Linked DNA regions of Ovis aries: region 2 is linked to region 1. The links are chromatin contacts, called in public Hi-C maps. All regions are on one chromosome and are shown on one strand. The core of a region is the stretch at or near the end of the contact, and the rest is flanking DNA. Distances in the headings are between cores, read along the strand shown. Region 1 has its middle 39 kb from the start of SEMA4F. Region 2 overlaps HK2 (hexokinase 2).

Region 1 (7,332 bases), core at 2,303-4,802:
TCCTTGTGGAGATAACAATAGTTGTCTGCCTCATAGAGTTGCTTGAGGAGTAAATTATTTCCTATTCTTAGAGCACTTGGAAGAGCCACTGACCCCCCCAGGTTCTTTCTCATCCAAGAAAAGAGTTTGGACACCAAGGATTTAATCAGATATTTGTCCTTGAGGGTGATGGTAATAAACTGGGATCCCATTCAAGCCGATGGTGGGATCCACAGTTATCCAATCTTGTGGGTGGGTGGAGGCACAGCAGGAGCTGCGGTGCTACTCAGGGCCCGGCAGGAGACATATCATTTTGTTAGGAGCAGGGCCATATATTCCTCACCCTGGTAACTATTCTCAAATCCCGACTCTACCATTGCACCCCTTGATCATCAGTACCTGATGATACTGTCTATGTCAAGAAGAAACTGGATATCTTGCCCCTAACTCTCTTCCCCAACATTCCAATTCATCTGCTTTGAAACCCACCCACGCTGTCTTTTTTCCGTCTTTGTGAATGAGGCGCCCATTCCAATCCATAAAGGATCCCTCCTCATGTCCTTCACTATCCCCCCCAGTCTTCCTCGGGACCATCGTTCCATCAACCATCTTCTATCTCCCCACCCACCACTTCTCTTCCGTCTCTCCCTCTGTCTCAGCCCTTTCCCACAGAACTGACACAAGCTCAGGTCTCTCCCACTCTAAAGGTGTATAGATCTCCCCAGGCTTCCCCTTCCTTAGGGCTCCACTTTCCCTCCCAGCCTAGCATCTCAAAAATTCATCTCCACTCACTTGACTCTACTTCCTTGCCTCCCGTTCTCAATTCTTCTAGCTCTCACTTCTCCTAAGGAACTGACATCTCCCTCAACAGCCAAAAGCCTGGGCCTCTGCTACATTAGGCATCACTGCTACCCCTACTTTAAATTCCCTCCTCCCTGGGTTTCTAACACTCTCCCTGGTCATTCTCCTGCCTCTCCAACCGCGCCTTCTCCGTGTTCTTTGTGTGTTCTTCTCTCCTCCACCCAGCCTTGAACAATCCATTCTTTCCTTAACTCACGGCCCCCCAGGGCGACCTAATCTATGCTCAAAGTTTCAATCATGCCCTACACAAGCTAATGATTCTCCAATTTATATCCATTATCTTAGTTCTTTCTCTTGAATATCAGATTATCCCATCCAACTGCCTCCACAACACCTTCACTTGGGGCGCCTCTGAAGCATTGCAAATCTAGCATGTGGATTTAGGGAATAGTCCCTAAAACTGTATCATATGGAAGATAGTTGAAGATACTAAAGGTGTCTAATCCACAGAGGTGATTCAGATAGATTACAGTGGTAAACTGGGGCATAGTGGTCAACTGGTAAAGGAACTGAAGCTTTTCTGTATCGACCCCAAGGGGTCAGATTCAAACTAGTGATTGGAAAATTGGAGAATTTAGATTTCAGCCAAACCTAAAGAAGACCCTTTGGACGTCAGTGACTCAGATGTGGACTTCACTACCATACAAGATTGTGAGACCTTGGTTACTGAGAACATTTAAACACCAAGATTTAAATTCCTTCTAACTCCAGGAGTCAATAACTTTCTGAGAAAGTGAAACTGAGCTTATGAAGACTTGAGCAAACGCAGTGAAAACCTGATAATATTGACACTGGCGCCAGTTAGGCCTTGACTTGCTGGCTGGAATCACCTGAAATGGAAATAATAGGAACACTTTAGGATAGCTGAAAGGACAAAATAATCTGGATAAACTCTCAAGGAGGGAAGGACTGATAGTCAAAGAAAACTCACCGTGGCATGATTTTGTGCTTAGTTATATTTTTATGGAACCGCTCAGCTGACAGTTTTTGCATTACCCACATTGCAGAGGACTCTGTGGGTTGGTGATGGAAAGGGAGGCCTGGCGTGCTGCGGTTCATGGGGTCGCAAAGAGTCGGACACGGCTGAGTGCCTGAACTGAACTGATATCGCAAAGGGATCCTTGAGTTAAAGTTGTGCTTCAACAAACCCAACCACGTATTGCTTGAAGCAAAAGCCTCTGAATCTGGGCAGAACACGGTGGCTTGACAACCAGGCTGGAAAGGACTTTTGCCCGAGTCTACAGACACCTCTGCCTTCTGAGTAGAGGACAGAAGACTGGAATTACGGTCTGAAAAAGACTGGTTCCCACCTACAGTCAGTGCTTTGTACCTTCCTGTGACAAGATGCTCCAGCTCGAGGCAGCTCCCTCCCTGCCCATCCCAACCGTCCCATTCCAGAACACGTGTTGCACTTGTGTCTTCCTGCTTCCTGGGCTTCTCCGACCTCTGCCTCTCTTCTGCGTCTTCAAACCCTTTTTACTAAGAATATATTTCACTGACTCCCGTCTGGCTTGTTCATACCTGAATTTTCTATCTCTCACTGTTGCCTGCAGATTGATAATTTGATGGAACTCTTTCCCATAGTACTATCCATAGGCCCTGTATTTTAGAGGGTCCTGCTCTGACGAGAAGCCTATGGGCCCAAAGGGGTGTGCTCACCTGGAGTCTTAACTTCCCTCTAGACCATCTTCCAAGTACCTGAGATGTTGGGATTCCATATCCACGCAGCCCTAAGCCTGCTTCCAGGTCTGGACAGGCCCTTTCCTTGGGTCTGTATGGTGGATCTTACTGCCTGTGTGTGAAATTCTAGGCCTAAGGAGGTGGATGAGGCCAGTGCACGGGGCTCCTGGAGAAACAGGGATGGGGCCATGGCTAGGTTTGGAAAGGGAGAGCTGGAAGCTGGCATCTTCCTTTTGTACTCTTGTCCCGAGCCCTGCAAATTCTAGAAGTACCAGGTATGAAGGTGGAGAAGGCCCAGTCCCTGGTCCATAGAAACATTGATGCAAGCAAACCAGGCTGCCATAGAACACTTGAATTAAAGAGTCTACTCTTTTAAGCCTGGAGCCTAGAACCATCCTTCAGTGCTACTCTCTGCTCCCTCTGCATGACCTGCATCTCCTCAGCAGGAGGCAGCCCCAGCTCAAAAGGCCCCCATCTCAAACTGAAACCCCTAGTCTTACATCTGAGCCCCCTACCCTAAGAGAGGAGCAGGCAATCAAAGAGTGCTGTCTCACTCTTTTGTGCTTCGGTTTCTTCATCTGTCAAGTGGAAATTATAATTACTCCTCACATCCCACGAGATCACTTTAAGAATTGCCTACCTGATTACCCAATACCCAAGGTTATTCCAAGCAAGAGCCTCTCAAAGAGAAGTGCAGGAAAGAGCTAATTTTTGCAAGAACTTGTGGAACTATGTATTATGTGTTAGCTGTGCCAAGTTTTTAAGTCTAAGCTGGTTCCCCACATTATCCAACATGCCTCGGGATGATATCAATGGTATTTACTCAAAAGATGAAATAAAATCGCACATTAGTTCAAGCAGAATATAACTTGGGAAGACAGATCACTAGCAAAGATCAACTCTGTGGGGGAAGAAAGCATGTTTCTACTCTGCTAAATGGAATGCAAAGCGGGTACAGTTCCTATGGAAGGCAGTCTCACAGTTTATCAAAACTATACTTGCAGTTGTCCTTTGACCTCATAAATCCACTTCTGGGAATTTCTTCTAGAGACACACCTACACTCCTACAAGATGACATGTGTACAGGGATATTTATGGCAGCACAGGTTGCAAAAGCAAAAGATTGGAAATAACCCAAGGTCCATAAAAAGGAACTAGTTAAATACACTATCATTCATTCTTACAGTGAAATAGCTTAGACAAGAAAGCTTTATATGCATTGATATGCAAAGATCTCCTTGATACATTGTGTTAGAAAGAGTAAGAAATAAGAATCTTAATATTTTTAGATTTGCTTGTATTTCCACAAAGAGACACTAGAAGGATGCATAGGAAATTAATAAAAGTGGTGGGAGGGAATCCTTGCAATGTACATCTTTTCATAATGTTTTTGTTTCTAAATCATGTGGACATTTTAACTGTGCAAAATAGAAATGAATACAAGACCAAAAAAAATCCCCTCTAGAATGCATTCCAGAAGGACAAAGAGTACTGGACTGAGCAACCGAAGATCAGATTTGATCCTGGCTGGACCTCTGGGCACCCTGAATTTCCTCTGCTGAAACACAAGCGGGGCTGGCCCTGTCTGCTCTCTGTCCTCCCAGCCTCACACTTCTATAAATAAAATCCTTTCCTGGATCATGCCCTGTTTTTTTATGATTGCCACCTCCTGTGCCCTTTTGCTTCTTCAGACAATTTTAAGATACCTGAGTGTGTTTAGCACCATTTTCCAGAGAATTCCAGATCTAACAAGTCATATTCCTCACTCTTGGATTAATTTGTCAATTGTCCATGCCCCTATGCTCCTCTCTCAAGCTTTATTCAGAGGCTTTTAAATTTTCACTTTAACCTGGATTAATCCTTCTGTGTGTGTTAGTCGCTCACATGTGTCCAGCTCTTAGCAACACCATGGACTATAGCCCGCCAGACTCCTCTGTCCATGGGATTCTCCAGGCAAGAATACTGGAGTAGCCATTCCCTTCTCCAGGGGATCCTCCCAACCCAGGGATAGAACCCAGCTCTCTCGCATTGCAGGCAGATTCTTAACTGTCTGAACCACCAGGGAAGCCCTTTCTAGGAAGCAGTTCGGTCATGTAAAAGATGAATCATAAAAATTTAATATAGCATCCTGTTTCTCAGGTAATTGCCCTCTACATAACAAAGTCCAGTTCTGTTCTGTTCATTCATTTGGAATTGCTTCTCTCAAGGGTTGTGGGAATGAGGGAGCAGGAGCTGAACAAGGGAGTGCAGTGTATCTGGAAGCTTTGGGAGCTGCAGGCGGGACAGAGGACTATGCTAGGGAGATGCCCTGCAGGAGAGTCAGGAAGAGGGCCTAGCTCTGGGTGGGGTCTGCGCCCGCTACAGAGGCGGTGGCTCCGCTGTCCCACCTAGCCAACTGTCTAATGCTAGTGTAGACAAATAACTCACTGAGATGCCCAAAGAACCCAACACCACAATTTCCTTTTTTTTCTTTAAAAATAATTTTTGACCATATACACTCTGCTATATTTAAAATGGATAACCAACAAGATCTTACTATGTAACACAGGGAATTCTACTCGATGTTATGTGGCAGCCTGGATGGGAGGGAAGTTTAGGGGAGAATAGATACATGTACACGTATGGCTGAGTCCCTTTGCTGTCCACCTGAAACCATCACAATATTGTGAGTTGGCTATATTCCTATACAAAACAAAAAGTTTAAAAAAACCATTCTTGAGCAGAAACTAAATTTTTAAATAAAAAAATCCTGATTATCTTTATCCAAGTACAACTCTACTGATTTTTCCATATTTACTTCTAAGCCTTAATCATAACATCTTACTTTCCCAGAAGAGGAATAATTGTGTAGGTAAATTTCTGCTGCTTTCATTTATCATTACTTTATTAGTCTGTGGCCTCAAAGTCTTCACAATGATTATTTTAATGACTAAATAATATCCCATTGCATAGACCTACTCTGGTTTGATTAACCACTTCTGTATTATGGTGAAGCACCTTGCACATTTAGATTCCCCATCCACAGGACAGTTTCCTTAGAATAAATTCTCAGAAAGAGGAAACTAAGTTAAAGGATATGAACATGTTGAACATTTTCACTATTTTCTTACTTTTTTTTCCTTTCTTGATTTTATCCTAGCTCCAGCCATAGAGTTTACTAATATCATAAGGCAAATTATCTGTTTACATTTGTTGCCAGTATTTGAAGGTGAGGTATTGCTTTCTCATGTATTTAATAAGCTTTTTAAACCTGGGTTTAAGTTACTGAAGCCAGTTTTTATTTTAAAAGTAATGCTTGCTCACTGTAAACCTTTGAATGTCTTTTATAAATTTTTGTATAATTTATCATATTGACTCATATAATCTTGTTCTTAAAAATGTATTGGAGTAAAGCTGATTTACAATGTTAGCTTCTGCTGTATAGCAAAGTGAATCAGTTATGCATATACATGTATCTACTCTCTTATATTTTTTAAATTTATTTTTGACTGTACTGTGTCTCCACTGCTGTGCCCAGGCTTTCTCTGGTTCTTGGGTCTTCACTGCTGTGCCCAGGCTTTCTCTGGTTCTTGGGTCTTCACCGCTGTGCCCAGGCTTTCTCTGGTTCTTGGGTCTTCACTGCTGTGCCCAGGCTTTCTCTGGTTCTTGGGTCTTCACTGCTGTGCCCAGGCTTTCTCTGGTTGTGGCAAACAGGGGCTGCTCTTCATTGCAATGCTCAGGCTTCTCTTGTTGATGAGCGCAGGCCCTAGGGCACACGGGCTTCAGTAGCTGTGGCCCACAGGTTCGGTTGCCACATGTGACAGCCTGTGAGTGCTTCCTGGACCAGGGATCGAACCCACGTCCCCTGCATTGCAAGTGGATTCTTAACCACTGCACCACCAGGAAACTAGCCACCCATTTTTTAGATTCTTTTCTCATACGGGCCATTACAGAGAATGGAGAAGAGTCCCCTGTGCTACATGGTAGGTCCTTATTGATCATCTATTTCATATATAGTAATGTGTATATGACATATAATTTAGTGTATTCTTATTTAAACACTTTTGCAAATTCTCCATTGTTATCTGTCTTTCCTACTTTATTTTTCTGTCGCATCCATTCTAATAAGGCTAATTCCTCCACAAGAAAAAGGAATGCTTTAATCTTTGCTAGTTTTTCCATGACTTGAATTAAATTTTTTAAAAAGCTTGTAGACCAGGAGTTTACATTGGTGTGTGGTGTGAGGGCCTCAGAAAGGAGCAGATCTGTCTGATTGTATATGTTTTCTAATATACACAGTCCCACCCCTGGAAAGTCAGTTTAGTATATATTATCTGGTGGAGTAGCTATTTTTAAGGTTAAGCAGTCAACTTACATATTGCTTTGCAAGACTGGATTTCAATTTGTCTGGATATGAGTCTTGATTTACACTTCAACATTTCCTACAGCAACTAGCCTTATGCCGTCCACATGGTAAACAGCCCAAAAACATTTGTTAATTTGACCTGATTCAACATAAAAATAGAGCTAGTAGCACAGAGCTGCCATTTGAAAGAATAATCCAGAAGCTGAAAGGTACTGTTTTTGATTAAACATAAACCCACCACTCAGTCTTTCCCAGCAGAATGGGAGGCTAGCAAAGCTGGGCATGGGCAGGGCAAGGTTAACAGAGGAGCAAACAAACTTGGCTTCAAATCCTGCCTCTACTATTTCCCAGGTGGGAGCCCTGAGCAAACTAAACTCTGGCTTCCTCATCTATAAAAAAGACACAGAAGAGCTCCCAGTGTGCTTGAAGAAATAATACACTCAGAGCACCCAGCACTGTGCCTAAAT
Region 2 (7,332 bases), core at 2,191-4,690, 180 kb before region 1:
CTGGAAGTTGGGTCCAGATCCAGTCTAACGACAGCATCTCACTTCCCACCCCACTGGTCTTCATCACAGAGGACTTCCCTCACAGCAGGCCTGCAGTCTAGTTCGCATTACTACGCGAAGAAGAGCCTGTCTTGTTATCACTGTCTTCTTCTCATTCTCTTTCTTCTTTCCTTTCTCTATCTCTCCCTCCCTCCCAGTAGGTCTTGCCCTTCTGTGACTAGACCTTTATCATGTCCTTTCTCTGCCCTATTCCACCCTGATGCCAACATAAATCCCAAACTTCTTATTTGAAAATGAGGGTTTTGCTTTCACCAAGGCTAAGATTAGTTGTCCATCATGCTAACCTAAAGACCCCAAAGGCATCTGATCATATATCAGATCACTGGTGTGCTAATTGCCACTCAATATATAGACGGGTCACTGTGCAGCATACCTTAAACTTACGCTTTATGGGGAGCTAACTCTCAATAAAATTGAGAAAAAAAACCCAAAGATTTTGGGGTGACATAACAGAGAAGAAAAGAAAACCCCTCCTTAAGACCCACAAAAAATGCTCATGCCAGTTTGAGGACAGACAAGGCAAGACTTCAGAGTGGACTCAAAAGAATGCAAAGGGCCTCCAGACCCCAAGCCCTGGGATCTCGCTCTGCTGCCCCTACTCACCCCTCTCCTCTGGATGGCCTTCCGGATCAGAGTAACCACATCTTTCCCTTCCACACCACTGGACTTGAACCCCTTGGTCCATGAGACCAGGAAACTCTGGAAAAGGACCAAGAAATATTGATTTCCCATGGAACTCAGTCCGTACTCCTCATCATTAGGAGACCTCTGCCATGGGGCTAAACTAAAGCCATGACTGAACTTATACAGGTCTTCCTATTAGCCTACGAAGGAGGAACTATGTTAGAGGCCACGTCAGGAGGTTAGATGCATGATCTACTATCCCCGAGAAGCAGGCTGTAGAACTGCCAGAAAAAGATTCTTGTATCCTAACATTGCAAACTTTCAAGGATGTTTATTACGACACTTTAGAACAAAGGAGTCCCTGACTAATTTCTCACTCTCGTTTCCCTAAGAGGGATAAGGATAATGAGCAATGTATGTCGGCCTGCATTTAGTCATCTGAGGGGACAGGGATTAAGACTCCCCACTTCTCCAATACCTCTTTACCATCCCTCTCACATACACCTACACACGCTCTCCTAGAAGGACAGATCTCCCAATACTCAAACATTGCCCATGCAATCCATCAGAGCAAGCTCCATCACCATAGTAGCAAGTGGCTCAGAGTTCTTTCCAGTCCTCCCAGTCCAAAGAATGAAGCAACAAAAATGTCTGAAGGATTCATCTTACCTCGTCTAGTTTTGTTTGGAGGCAGGGGAAGGAGAAGGTAAAACCCAAAGGGAGCTTCTTATCTTTGATTTGTAGCTTATCCATGAAGTTGGCCAGGCATTCAGCAATGTGATCAAACAGCTGAGGGCACATAACACAGGAAGATAAGCAGGGAGGCAGAAAGGCATAGAGATTAAGAGCATGGACTTTGGGCTCAGAAAGGAACTAGCTTGGCTGAGTACATGCAAGATATGTATCCCTTCTGAAGTTTTAGTTTGTTCATCTATAAAATAGGGGTGATAACTGGACCTGCTCACAAGTTACCAAAAGGATTAAATGAGTCAACACATATAAGGACTTAACACTAGTTAGAAGAGTCGGACACAACTGAGCGACTTCACTTTCACCTTTCACTTTCATGCACTAGAGAAGGAAATGGTAACCCACTCCAGTGTTCTTGCCTGGAGAATCCCAGGGACGGGGGAACCTGGTGGGCTGCACAGAGTCAGACATGACTGAAGCGACTTAGCCGCAGCAGCAGCAGCAGTGATTATTAAATTCTGTCTTCCACTTAGACCATTTATCCAAAGCACAATGGGGTTATCAATATAACCACATTAGGCAGGGAAAAATCGCAGTCAAAGCTAATCAGAAAGTCATTGCAAGCCCTAGCAACAGAGTACCCTTTAGTGGCTCTGTCAGAACCTCCCTTGATAAGGATGCACAGCTGATTATCTTACCAGAAATGGCAACCCATCTGACTGCCAACAAGTATTTTAGCAACCCAGTCTCTTGTGACTGGGGGAGGGGATGGGACATTCTCTGCCGGCATTCTATAAATGAACTTAACAAAAGTAACTTTTAGATCTTTCCTCCATTCTAGAAAACCAGTCTTCTGGGGGCAATTCCAAGAAGTTATCTTTGTTTTCTAACTTCAATATGAGAACCTAAGTGAGTTCACAAAGATCACTGAAAAAGAAACAAGGTTTGTGGATGGGCAGCCTCACAATATAACTATTGTAAGCAGGATCCAAAGCTCCTAAGAAAACTTGTAAGCCTAAGAAATTATCCACTTTCAATTTGTCCCAAAGCCCGTAGCCCCTTGGCTTCCTTTTTCCCCATTCAAAATCCTCAAAGAGAAATGGGTGACCCCTTTGACACAGAGGCTGAGGCTAGGAACGATCTGGTGCCAAAAGTAAGCGAAAATCCAAAAGACTGAGCAGATTCCGAGAGCCAGGTTGACCAGATGGCAAAATCTAAAAGCCAACAGAAGTAAAAGGAAACAATGTTTCTTTTCTTTTCCAGGCAGAAGCAAGGAAGAGCCCACTAGTCCAGGGACTCCCAAAGTGTAGTCCACAGCATCATCATCAAGTCCAGATTTAAACCTCCTGAATCACAAGGTGGTTGTAGAGCCTTCAAAGTAATCCTAAAGCGGTGGTTTGAGAACCATTGCACTAAACCACCAAAAGTATTTGCATTTACAAAGGGATTGAGAGGCTTGGGATGACAGGGTAGGTGAGGAGGTGGCACTGGCCGCCCAGATGTCTGGGGTATGCTCAGTCAGTGGGAGAATCTAAAGACAAGGCCAGCCCCTTCTAGAAGGGGACTGGCTCTAACTGAACTTCCCAGTGGATCCTGTCTCTGTCTGAGCATGTGTAAAATTAACCTCAGGTAATGCTGAAACACTCAATTTCCAAGCCAAAACTTTCTCAAGAGTACGTGCTGGGTAATGACAGGGCTCTCTCACTAAGAGGATCCCCAGTGCCTAAGTGCCAACTCCCTTGAGCAGAGATCAAGGATTTTAATGTGGAAATAGGGTTTCTGGATGGATATTCAGCAAGTTCTGTTCTGTTGGCAAGCTGATCAGTGACACAATTTACAATAGGGTTAAACAAATTCCCAGTACCTTCTTCCTGGTACTATAATCAAAATTATCTTTAGTACAATAGTTTGACCCAAAAAAAGGAAGTTACAGAAGCTGTGCAAAGAGATAAGGCCAATCATCAGAGATAGGGGGAGGGTTTGAAGAAAGAGAAATGGTTTCCCCTCTCCCAGCCCTGATCATTGCTCTTTCCAATTGCACTACCAACAGGGGTAGGCAGGAAAAAAAAGAAAGAGGAAGTGAAGAGGCATTAGATAATGTGTTACCCAATACAGTAGCCACTAGCCATCTGTAGCTATTTCAATTAATTAGAATTTTTAAAAAGTCACTTCCTCAATCACACTGCTGCTGCTGCTGCTGCTGCTGCTAAAACGCTTCAGTCGTGTCCAACTCTGTGCAACCCCACAGATGGCAGCCCACCAGGCTCCCTCGTCCCTGGGATTCTCCAGGCAAGAACACTGGAGTGGATTGCCATTTCCTTCTCCAATGCATGAAAGGGAAAAGTGAAAGTGAAGTTGCTCAGTCGGTCCGACTCTTAGCGACCTCGTGGACTGCAGCCCACCAGGCTCCTCTGTCCATGGGATTTTCCAGGCAAGAGTACTAGTCATTTTCAAGTGCTCAATCCTGCAAGTAGCTAGCGGCTGCCTCACAGTATAGGGCAGGTACTGAACAGCTCTACCACATGCAAAGTTCTATTGGACAGTGTTGGGTTAGAGCCTGCAGCTCTTTAAAAGAGGGGAGGAGGAGACCATCTGCTTCCTTTGAAGTAAGACTATCTCCTTTTCTGTTAGCTGATGATCTAAGGATAAGATACTGGGAGAAAGAGCTAACACTTTTCTGCCATAAAAAGGCTCAAAGGGTATTATTTTATGAAGGGAGAAAGGCTTTCTTTCCGTTATTGGTCTGAGAATCTGCTCACTCCCCTTCTCACAGGAAACACTAAAAAATCTAAACTGGCTGCTATTATAATCTGAAATTCACTGTTCCCAAGTGGAAGTTCATGGGCCATGAGACAGACTTTGTCCAGGACTCATACTATCCAGGTTCACAGATCTCCAAAAACCGTTGCAAGTTTTGAGTATGGTGATTTGGTCATGGTTTTAACTAAATTTTATTCTTTAAATCCATTGTTTTCCTATAATTAAAGGTTGATAGATAATATCTTAGGAAGAAAAAAAGAAAAGGAAAAGAGAGGGGGGGAAAGCACTAATAATTCTACCACCAAAATAGCCACTATGACTTTCCTTCCAATCTTTTTACCAAGTGTTTTCTGCAGTTTTTTTAAAATATAAATTTATTTATTTTAATTGGAGGCTAATTACTTTACAATATTGTACTGGTTTTGCCATACATTGACATGAATCTGCCACAGGTGTACATGTGTTCCCCATCCTGAACTCCCCTCCCACCTCCCTCCCCATCCCATCCCACTGGCTCATCCCAGTTTTCTGCAGTTTTTACGATGATAGCATTCTTTCCCTTCCTTGGGATGAATGAGCACCTGTATTTTCTAGTTTTCATTGTTTCATTTTTATATAGAATTTTTTTAAATCTACTGGAAGCATTTATATTGCAATTGAGTCATAATTTCTTTCAGGTGGGTTTCATAGATTCTTTGGACTAACACATTTTGTTTCTGTATTTTGGAGCCAGGTGACCACCTCAGTGGAGCTCAAATCCTACAGTCCCAGAGACTCCCTTGCCCAACCCCAGCATTAAAACAAGGAAAGCAGGTTTTCCCTCAGGGCCGTCCCCAAGGACACACAAAGGGTCTAAAACTCTCTCCCCTACATGTCCTGCTCATCATCCGAAGTTCCCTTCCCAGGAGGTGGTCTGCTGTGGTGGGAAGAACAGTGCATTAGAAGGGAGAAGCTTCTACCTCTTCCAAGCTCTAAGGTTCAAGAGATGACCATGCAAGATGGGCCCCTTGCTTAGATATCACCTCCTCCGTTCACACTTTTGTTGAGTACATATTAGGTATAATAAACACAGCAGGAATAGCCAGCACTCAAGAGTGATCCCTATAGCTGTGCAAGTATCCAGGAATGTCTTTGGTGATTCCTCTCCATGAACTGAGAGCAGCTAGAGTAGGAGGAGAAAGAACATCCCAAGGAAGCTTGTGCAGAGTCTGTGAAAGGGGATACCATTGTCCTTGGATGCCGAAAAACAGAGAACAATGGCTGGACCTGTGGCCATCACCCACCAACCAACCAGATACTTCTGCTGTGGCGGCAATGAGTGCCCTCTGTAGGAAGGCTCTACTGAGGGAACTGTTGAGAGGGAGAGCCCCCAAGAAGAGTCAGCACTAGCCCCTTTGGGGAGTGCTTTCTACTCTGGAAGCAGGGGCAGATAGTAGAGAACCTAGACCACCATACTGCCTAATTCCAGGAAGCACCATTCCCACAGACCACATCACGGGGTCTGAAAAGCAGATGGAGCCTCCTAGGGCCGGACAAACACAGGCTCTGGTCGTTTGGATCTGGCTTTGTCCCTTGCCTCTGGCCCCTCCCTCCCCTGAAATGGCAACTGGGCTCAATCCTTCAAAGCCCAGTTCCACATCTAAAAGTGGACAGAATAGAAGCACCCAGCCTTAGGGCTAGTGTGAGGAGAAAAGGAGAAAATCCACACAAACATGTGTTACTTCTGGTGGGCCGATGTGTGTGTCTTGGTGGTCCAGTCGGATCTGAAGAACTGAAAGGGGAGACCAGGACGTTGATTCCCAGCAAGGATCCATAGCTGAGTACACAGTAGCTGCTCAACACACGTTCGGACACTATCATGATGGCAAGTCCGTCCTTGCTTGTTCTCTTCTAGCTATTACTGAGACGACTCTTACTTAGATTTCTTACTTACATTTCTTACTTACTTACTTACTTCTTACTTTACTTACATTTCTTCTCCATCTACTCTTTCTATTTTATGTGGCGAGTACAAAACATGACTTGGGGTCACAGAGATGTGGGGATGACTTAGCACGATTTGGGGCCAGTGTGGAAGTACACAGAGCCCACTGCAGCGCCAGGTAGAAGAGACAGCCCAAAGCTGGGTTTTTTTCCAACAGGCTCCCATCCCTGTGTGTAAAACTTCTTCTGTTTTAGAATGTCAAAAAGAGGGAGAGCAAATAACCTAAAAGGTTAAGAAGCATGTTCCATTTCACGTTTTGCTATGCTAACAACGGCAGGTCAGAACAATCACCGTGACAGGTGGCAGCGTCAAGCCACAATTATGTATTCTCCTGACTTGCTATTCAATGACACCACTAACCACAGGTATCTGGGTGTACTGGCCCAGACTCCTCTTCACCAGTGCGTGCAAGCAGAGCTCAGATGAGACAGAAAGTGAAAATCCCTCCCACTAAAGCGCATCCAGACCCTGGGGTCTCGTGCACATGCTCTCTGGCCACAGGGACCTCTCCTGATGGAGGCCCCCACCTAGCCTCCAGGTGTTGAGGGGCATCACCCGGCAAAGAGGGGAGTCAAGGTCTTCTCCCTCCAAGACCACAGAGAAGGAGCATTGTCTGCTCCTGTAGGGCCCAGAGCCCCAGTGGGCGTCATACCTGGGTGCCACTGCCTCGCATGATGTCCTCGGGGATGGCATAGATCTGGTTCTCCATCTCAACCTTCTGGAGTCCATTGTCTGTTACTCTTACCCAAAGCACACGGAAGTTGGTCCCTCCAAGGTCCAGAGCCAGGAACTCTCCATGTTCTGCAGAGAGAAGGGCCACTATTAGTTCAGGAAAGACAAGGTGCAACTGTTTCACAGAGACCAAAACTTAAAACCCAAGAATCCTGCCATAAACACTGGTCATCTCTGGATGATATGTGGGTGAAAAAAGTGGGTCTTACTTTTTTCTACACACTTTTATGTATTGCCTTATTCTTTTTCTTAATGCTAAGCACTTGTATTACTTTTAGGATACACATGAAGAATCAGTTTCCTATCCAATGATGGGGTGGCCACCCCCTCACAAAAGCTGACTATTTCCCAAGGGCTTTCACCCAAGTCCCCACTGAGCTCACAGGGCCCATCAAGTCCTACATCAAGAGACCAGGCCTTGGTTTTCTTCTTCATGCCCCCAGGACACCCAATACACTGCTACAAGCTTGTGGCCCCCCTGG

What was found. A called contact is a pair of places that touch in the nucleus more often than the background predicts.
Region 2: a contact with region 1 is called in a Hi-C map of blood, with 5 times the contacts expected there. The contact joins two enhancer-like sites. A contact is called at or near these places in 14 of 16 Hi-C or Micro-C datasets (blood, hypothalamus, liver and 7 more).

The regions. Positions count from the first base shown.
Region 1 is chr3:96,526,316-96,533,647 of ARS-UI_Ramb_v3.0, reverse strand. No RefSeq gene overlaps it. Among named protein-coding and RNA genes, the nearest start is that of SEMA4F, 39 kb to the right of the region's middle. Within about 2 kb of position 3,552, at least 4 of the 54 cell types and tissues checked have an H3K27ac peak or open chromatin away from gene starts, as enhancers often do.
Region 2 is chr3:96,709,034-96,716,365 of ARS-UI_Ramb_v3.0, reverse strand. HK2 (hexokinase 2) reads right to left here. Exons shown (of 17, transcript XM_060413925.1): 3 at 6,771-6,919; 4 at 1,354-1,473. Among named protein-coding and RNA genes, the nearest start is that of HK2, 43 kb to the right of the region's middle. Within about 2 kb of position 3,440, at least 3 of the 54 cell types and tissues checked have an H3K27ac peak or open chromatin away from gene starts, as enhancers often do.